Regions from separate parts of the Mus musculus genome. Here region 2 is linked to region 1. A link is a contact called in public promoter capture Hi-C data. All regions are on one chromosome and are shown on one strand. Each heading gives the region's core, a stretch centred on a gene start, on an enhancer-like site or on the middle of the called end of the contact. The rest is flanking DNA. Distances are from core to core; before and after follow the strand shown. Region 1 overlaps Tmprss11e (transmembrane protease, serine 11e). Region 2 has its middle 9.3 kb from the start of Gm24121.

Region 1 (3,652 bases), core at 315-2,814:
ACGTGTGTGGAGCCCTGGGTTATCGGCATCATTTCTTTTTTATCCCTGATTGTCTTGGCAGTGTGCATTGGGCTCACTGTTCACTATGTCAGATACAGTAAGTATGAGCGACTCTGGCGTCACGTGACCCGTTCCAATTGTTCCTCATGGAATTTCCTGTTTTGGCTTGCCTCGGGGCTGTTTCTTCATCACTGTGATTTATTTGCATTAGCTAAGAACTCTTTCAATGCTTACTCTTTTTATTTCAATAATCCTCAGAAACCTAGGAGAATCCTTCCTTTCATCTTCGATGTAACAGTGTTTCCTATAGGAGTAGAATGCTACTTTTCAAAATAACTGGGAAGTGACAAAGGAATCTTCAATACGGGAAGACGACAGGTTAGCTAGAATACAATGTCTTGAGCTGAGGTCTTAGAATACAATAATAACCTTGATTTAAAAAAATGTCAACTTTATCTAAATCTTAGCATTCCAATAAATGAACTACACATTAAAATAAATATCTTGTAGGGCTGAGCTCCGCTCTGTACTAGGTTGGAGACGTGTTCACAATGGTGTATTGCTAAATAAGTGCCTATGTCATTGAAAGTCTCATCTTGGGATGTTGGTGATGACAGAGGTCAAGGTATACTGATGTTCATTCTGAGGAGGCTCCCTCTGTTGTTAGGAGGTTTCTCACTGCCAGATGAACTCCTAGTTGCTGTTATTAATCAGGTGCCCAGGGGACTACAGATATAACAACCCTTCTGAAGTTTCCCTATACTGTTCCTCGGGTTTTAATTAGTTGACTCAACTATGATCTCTTAGTTTAATATTTCCCTGTGTGACTAGATTTTGTTTTGATATTGAAGGCCCTGAAACCATAGAAGCGAATCACTTGAATCTAATTTAATTGGGAATTTGAAGAAGGTGTTTTCGTGTACAGAGGAAGAGTGATCTGTAATCTGATTATCTTCCTCTACTATCTACCAAGTACAACGTCAATTTTCAAAACAAGATAGATACATCTTTTTTGGGTGGTTTAAAGAAAAATAATGCTCAAAAAATATCTTTGGGTGGTGTTTATACACATGCTGGTTTGTTTTTTTTTTAAATTGAGGTTTCTTTATTTTGATAATAGAGATTTCTCTGAAATAGTTTTAATACAAAAGAGTTGCTAAAATAACATTACAGTACAGATTGGTTCTGAATATACTGAGCCTCATTATGTTGTAAGCATTGTTATTTCTCTATGCATGTAGAAGGCTATGACTTACTCATTTTTATATTTCAAAAAAATTTGAAGACTCTTGGCATATATCAGGTGCATTATATATTTTTATTCAATACTAAGTGATAAAAAACAAATGACATACTTTTAGGACTGTCTGATTTCATAAGAAAGCCCTAGAAATGTTAGAGGCTTGATCCCTTTTTGTGATAGAAAAAAAAATGCTTCTTCCTCTATCTCCTTTACATTTTCCCAAGCCAGGTTTTGTAAGATTATGGGTCTCATGCCTGTGTACACTGAATACTGGGTCACATTTCCCAGTATCTGGTTCCAGTGTCATGCCGCTTGGGTGATCAGTTCAGAAACTGTAACACATAATTCCCAGTACCCACACAGCACACCTGAGTAAACAAGGCTTCTTGTACGTTACTATTTTGTATGTATGACTTACCGTCTGGGTGTGGAAACTAACAACAGATTAGACAAAACAATGGGCAGTTACGAACTCACATGCCAAACTCAACAGATGTGTTACAGAGTAAATAGGAATGTGCCCAGATTTGGAAAAAACATCGCTTTGAGCCTCTCTTTTCAAAGCCCAGGACAGCTGAGAATTGTTTGTCTAACTCCGGTTAAGTGCCTTCAGGGCTTTCTTTACACTTCTCTGTGCTGTGAGTGTGTTAGTGAACAACATCACTGCAAGTTGTAGAATTACAAGCCTGTGAAAAAATTATCAACAATTCATGGTCATCCATATTTTTACCATATTCATATTTGTTAAATTACAAGAGCTAGCATATAATACCAGAAGCTTTATATTATGAAAACCTTGTGGCCTATTTACAGAGAAAAGTCCAATATTGAGTACACAAATTGTTTCTGTGGTTGATCCATGTGAAGTACTGATAGTTGATCATGCTTTGCCTGATCAAATGATGCAATCTATAATTAAAAAAAAAACTATGCTTCAGTGACTAGAGGGACCTCTTGTCCTCTTCTGAATAACATTACTACTTAATATGTGATTAATTATTGGCTACATCAACATCAGCTTGGAAGAAGAAAAAAGAGCCTGAGTCTGGGTGAAGCATAGTCCATTTTCTTACAATAACTATTTTTCAATGGTCTTAGGTTATTATTATATTTATAAGGATTGGCACAATGTCTATCACAGAAATGTAATAGGCATTACTGAAGGTAGACACAAGTCTCTGACTCTTTTGTATGCAAAATGGGAAAACTATACTACATTAACTCTACAGTAGGTCAACAAAGCAGGTTGTGTGAATTGGCAGCAGAAACAGGGCACAGTGGATAAGAAGCAGACAAGACATCCCCTAAGCCCAGTGGGCAAAAATAAGGTCTGTGACAAAGGAGCTTAGTGAACATACTTATTGTCTTTGGAAGGTTATTCCAGGTGGCAATTCTAGCTCTCTAAATTTCTATTTTCTGAATTCCTACCCTCATTCCTTTCCATCTCCGGCAAAAATTCAATTTTCTCACAGTGGAGTCCAGAATTAATGAATAGTTTATTGAATGGGGGTGGGGTGGGTTGTCTACTTCTTTAATATAAAATAATTCAGCCCTGGGCAGCTTCTGAATGATGTGTTCATCCACATGGCATGGCTGGCTATCCTTTGGGCTAACCAGGGAGTGGATAACATGTGAGTAATTAGCTCACAGCTCTCATGGGGTATTTGCACAGCAGTCCAGAGCACCGGGCACTTCTTACAGCTTTTACACTCTATAAAATGTATGATGAGCATTTATCTTTATGTGGAGATCGCTCTGGAGCCTGAAGCAGAATGATGGAGCAGATGACCAGGAATGGAGTGTTCCTTATTGTCTTAGTGTTTCTAGTAGTCAACAAATGGGCTAATAATGATGCTGTACATATCTGATAAAGGTTATGATGGGTTTTGCCTCTTTCCTTGTAGATCACAGGAGAACCTACAATTACTACAGCACGTTGTCATTCACAAGTGACAAGCTATATTCTGAGTTTGGAAGAGAGGCTTCTAAAAATTTCACAGAAATGAGCCAGAGAATTGAAACTATGGTAAGTAGCTTTGCCTCTAGGTTGATGACACTGGGAGGTTCTAGTTTCTCAATTGACCCCTGCATAAACTTTAAAAACTGACAGAAACTCATGCAAAAGGGATCTAAAACAAAGCTCACAATGCCTGACCTAGAATACGTATATTTGCAAGGCCAAACCAAGTAACATCTAGGCATTTATGAATGCTACTCACCTTTCCATACTTTTGTATTTATTATTGACCAACACAGTCCAGAAACTCTGGGCATGTGAGGCTGAAGGGGATAAATAAAAGACATAGGTTTCACGTAGAAATACAACCTATGGAAGAGTCTCTGAGCAAAAGAATTAAGTGATTAAAACCCTTCAGACCCATATATAAACACTATGCCTACTTGTAGACA
Region 2 (3,652 bases), core at 491-2,990, 210 kb before region 1:
GGTGAGTTTGGGAGCAGTGGGAGTGGGGGAGTAGATAGGGCATTTGGGGAGTGGAAAGTATGAAAGGGGATAACATTTGAAATGGAAATAAAAAATATCTAGTAAAAATATTCACACATGAGCTAAATGACCAGATGGGATGAAATGTACAAATAAATAACATAAAAGATACAATAAGAAAGAGAAAAATCAATTGTCTTAAAAAACGGCTGTTGCTTTAAAAGGTGAGATTGTTTTAAATATAGGGTTCTTCCAAATTAAAAAAAAATAAGATAAAGTGAGGGGCTTAGAAAATAGCTGAGAAGTCAAAAGCTTGGGCTGTTTGTCCAGGATCCACATTTTCCCATGTAGTGGTTCACACTCTTCTCTAACCCCAGTTCCAGTGATTCCAATGACATATACTGCCCTATCTAGCAACTAAAGTGTTGGACAGGCATTCTTGTAGGCCAAACATTCACACATGCAAAATTAATGAAAACTTAAAAGAGTGTGTGAATTTCTTGCAAGCTTCTACATTGGATATTGCTTGTGTTTCCCAAGCTCACCAAAAACATTCCCACATTTGCCAGCCTAGCAGTTATCACAAAGCTCCTGCACAGACTTTCCTAGGTGGATGTCACCAGAAGGAAACCTGACTCAGTCATCACAACATTTCTAGGCCGAGCTGATGATATGCTATGAGCACTTTGGTTGAGACCACAAAAGGACCTTATGTTTCAACACCATCCCCAAACACCAAGGCAGAGCTCCAGGGATGGCGCGGCTAGAGGAGCCCCGAATGAAGCAGACTAGATGACATCAGACAGAAACAGAAAAGTCAAAATAGTATCTCCAACTCCTATGACCATAGTCCTGTGGAAATGTTCTACACTGAAAATACTAAGATGAACCATAGAACACTGCTTCATTGCTTCCACTTTTGGCAAGTCTATTAATATTAATATTAATATTTTCTGGAACCATGGGTGTCACACTGCAGGAAAAGGGTTACCCGTGGTCACATACAAGTAAAATCATCTGAGTTCTGTGTTACTTTATAAAGAAGCATGTGTGGATATGTAGGAGCATTATCCACTTTTAATTATTAATATTTTATAAAGGTCTAAAATATCAAAGCCAGTGCTAAGTCACACAAATTCATTAACAATAAAATTTTTGCTTTTTTTATTTATGACTGCAAATTTAAAAGGATAATCCAATTTGTATTTTAATGAACAAATCCTTTAGCATTTGATTATCTGTAGCAGAAGTCAGAATATGATTCATATAATGGGCAATAAAAGCAAGAGCAAGAGGAGGGGGATAATGACTAGACTATAAAAAAGATTGAAGGATAATAATAATAGTAATAATAGTGATAAAAAGTAAGAGCAAACTATTTGCTTTAGTTTACTCCTTAAAGCAGTAGCAATAAACTTTTGACATGAACTTGGCCTATTGGTCACAGTTTCTTTCTTTTTTTGTTGTTTGTTTCAAGGAAAAAGAAAGAGACTTATTTTCCAGTATGTTGGGGTCAGCTGTCAATCTGTCCCTCAAGGCTAGTGATGAGAAGGTGACCCCGAATGGCTATTACAAGCAATTTTTATACTTTTTAGGGGCACAGGCTACATCAGGAAGATTACAGTTCAAAAGTATTGGCTAAGCATATTGACCAATAAATCTATTATCTAGCAAGCATGAAAGGCATTTGAACTCTAACTGGAACTTTTCAGAGGGTCAGGTGACTATAGGTCAGTACATTCTGAGACTTTTTACTCCAGAATGTTCCTCTGGGTGGAGAATGGAGCTTGGCCTAGCCTTGACCCCAGGTAGGAAGGGGAAGCTGTAAAGAGGGAGCGGGACTGGACAAAGACCTTAGGGTCCCTCATTACCCCCTTTTTCTTGTACAAGCTCTAATCCTGGAGCTACACTCAGGGGTCTGGAGTAATTAACTGATATCCTTCAGGTCCTATGCTCAGGATATCATAGTGTTGGCACAAGACCATCAGCTGTACTGCTCTTATTTTCTCTTTTATGAAGACTATATGCTTGCTTGCTTGTTCAATATGCAGGTTCCAAAGGTCAACAATAGCAGAACAATTAGGGGTCCTAACAGGGTAAGTATAAGGAGGGTTAAACAAGGGGGAGTGAAACCAAAATTCTAAACCAGTCCTGACTCTTTGCTCTTTCTTCTGCTTGGTGAGCTCTTCTCTCACCTTGACCATTGAATCTTTAACTACCCCGGGAATGGTCTCCAGTATGTGCTTCCTAGTGTTTCACATCCCCAGGTAGCACAGAAAAAGTGATTTCTTCCCCCCCACCTCACAACACTGGTGGGCCTGCTGATAGCTTTTCCCATCTCGAGGGCACACATATATGGGGGTTTCTTGAAAGTTATTCAACTTCAAATGTTCACACCATAAGCCCAACCCTCCAAAGCCACTTCTCGGACATAGTTTAGATCCACTAGTCCCTCATTTCCCACATCTGTGTACTCCCTTGCCCTGTGTCTCTAGGGTGGGGATATCCCAGGAGTCAAAACCCACTCCTAACTTACAGAGATCAAAGACAAGATCTGGCCACCAGATGTAAGGTGGGTGTTTGTCTACAGTACACCAAGCTATATCCTCAGAGTATGTTGCAAGTCACTTTGGTATGGCTTTGGGGGTTGCTGAGGCCCAGCACCAGAAGGAAGATACACCATAACCATCTCATGGTTTCTCAGGCCTTACAGATGGGCAGGTGATCTTGAGCTTGAGGGGGTTGTTTGTGAGTCTGGCTGCTATCCAGTTGGTGTCAGATGCAGGTGCTAGTATGACATGAGTTATATGAACCTAGGCAGTTACTCTATCCAATTTTCTGGAGGTTGGTACGGTCAACAACACCAGGTATGGCCCTTTCCACTTGGCTTCCAAGTTTTCAGCATGATGCCTCTTAACATATATCCAATCTCCAACTTGGTAGTCCTGTGGAAACTCTGGGATACCTGCATTATACAGGGCACTAAGTTTAGGCCACAATTCCTGGTGGCTGATATGGAAAGCTGGCAATCAAGCCATAAGATCTTTGTCAGCCTAAAAAGTCACTCTGGGGGTAGGAGAGGTCAAGAACTGGGTTCTTGGAAACTGGACCATCAGCTTAGAGGACGACCTAGTGTTGCGCCCCTGTGTCCACCAGAAACTGAGTGTGTTTCCCCTCCACTATCAGAGTTTCTCTGGATTCAGGGAGGGGGTCTGAACCCCATCTCCATTAATCACTGTCATCACCCAGGGTTAACACCTTTGCCTTTTGGGGGTGTTTTTCCAAGCCTTCAATTTCCCACCCCCCTGCTTCTGTTTGTTAATGCACTTTCAAGTCCAATGGCCCCTCTCTTTGCAATATGTGCACTGATCGGTTTAAAGGGGTTTTCTATATCTCTTTGGTTGGAGTCTCTCTTTTCTGCTTTCCCTAACTACTGTAGGCAAGATTCTCTGTAAATTCATTTCCTGTCACCTTTCTAGTTTTTTCATTTTCCTTTTATCTTCTTCTTCCTTTCTCTTTCTCTGTTCCTTTTCTTCCTCTTTCTCCCTGTTATGGTAGACTTTCTCAGCAACCTGCATGAAATCCTTCAATGACTTATCTTGTAGTCCCTCTAGCCGTTGAAGCTTTATCCTGATATCTCTACTCACCTGGT

What was found. Promoter capture Hi-C pulls out the DNA fragments that hold promoters and counts their contacts.
Region 2: a contact with region 1 is called in a promoter capture Hi-C map of liver, with 2.4 times the contacts expected there. The contact joins two enhancer-like sites. A contact is called at or near these places in 1 of 39 promoter capture datasets (liver) and 2 of 9 other capture datasets (adipose tissue and liver).

Annotation. Positions count from the first base shown.
Region 1 is chr5:86,723,718-86,727,369 of GRCm38.p6, reverse strand. It overlaps Tmprss11e (transmembrane protease, serine 11e), which reads left to right. Exons shown (of 10, transcript NM_172880.2): 2 at 1-97; 3 at 3,148-3,269. Among named protein-coding and RNA genes, the nearest start is that of Tmprss11e, 20 kb to the left of the region's middle. Within about 2 kb of position 1,564, at least 8 of the 459 cell types and tissues checked have an H3K27ac peak or open chromatin away from gene starts, as enhancers often do. A contact at or near this core is called in liver, where this site is marked.
Region 2 is chr5:86,936,514-86,940,165 of GRCm38.p6, reverse strand. No RefSeq gene overlaps it. Among named protein-coding and RNA genes, the nearest start is that of Gm24121, 9.3 kb to the right of the region's middle. Within about 2 kb of position 1,740, at least 2 of the 459 cell types and tissues checked have an H3K27ac peak or open chromatin away from gene starts, as enhancers often do. A contact at or near this core is called in liver, where this site is marked.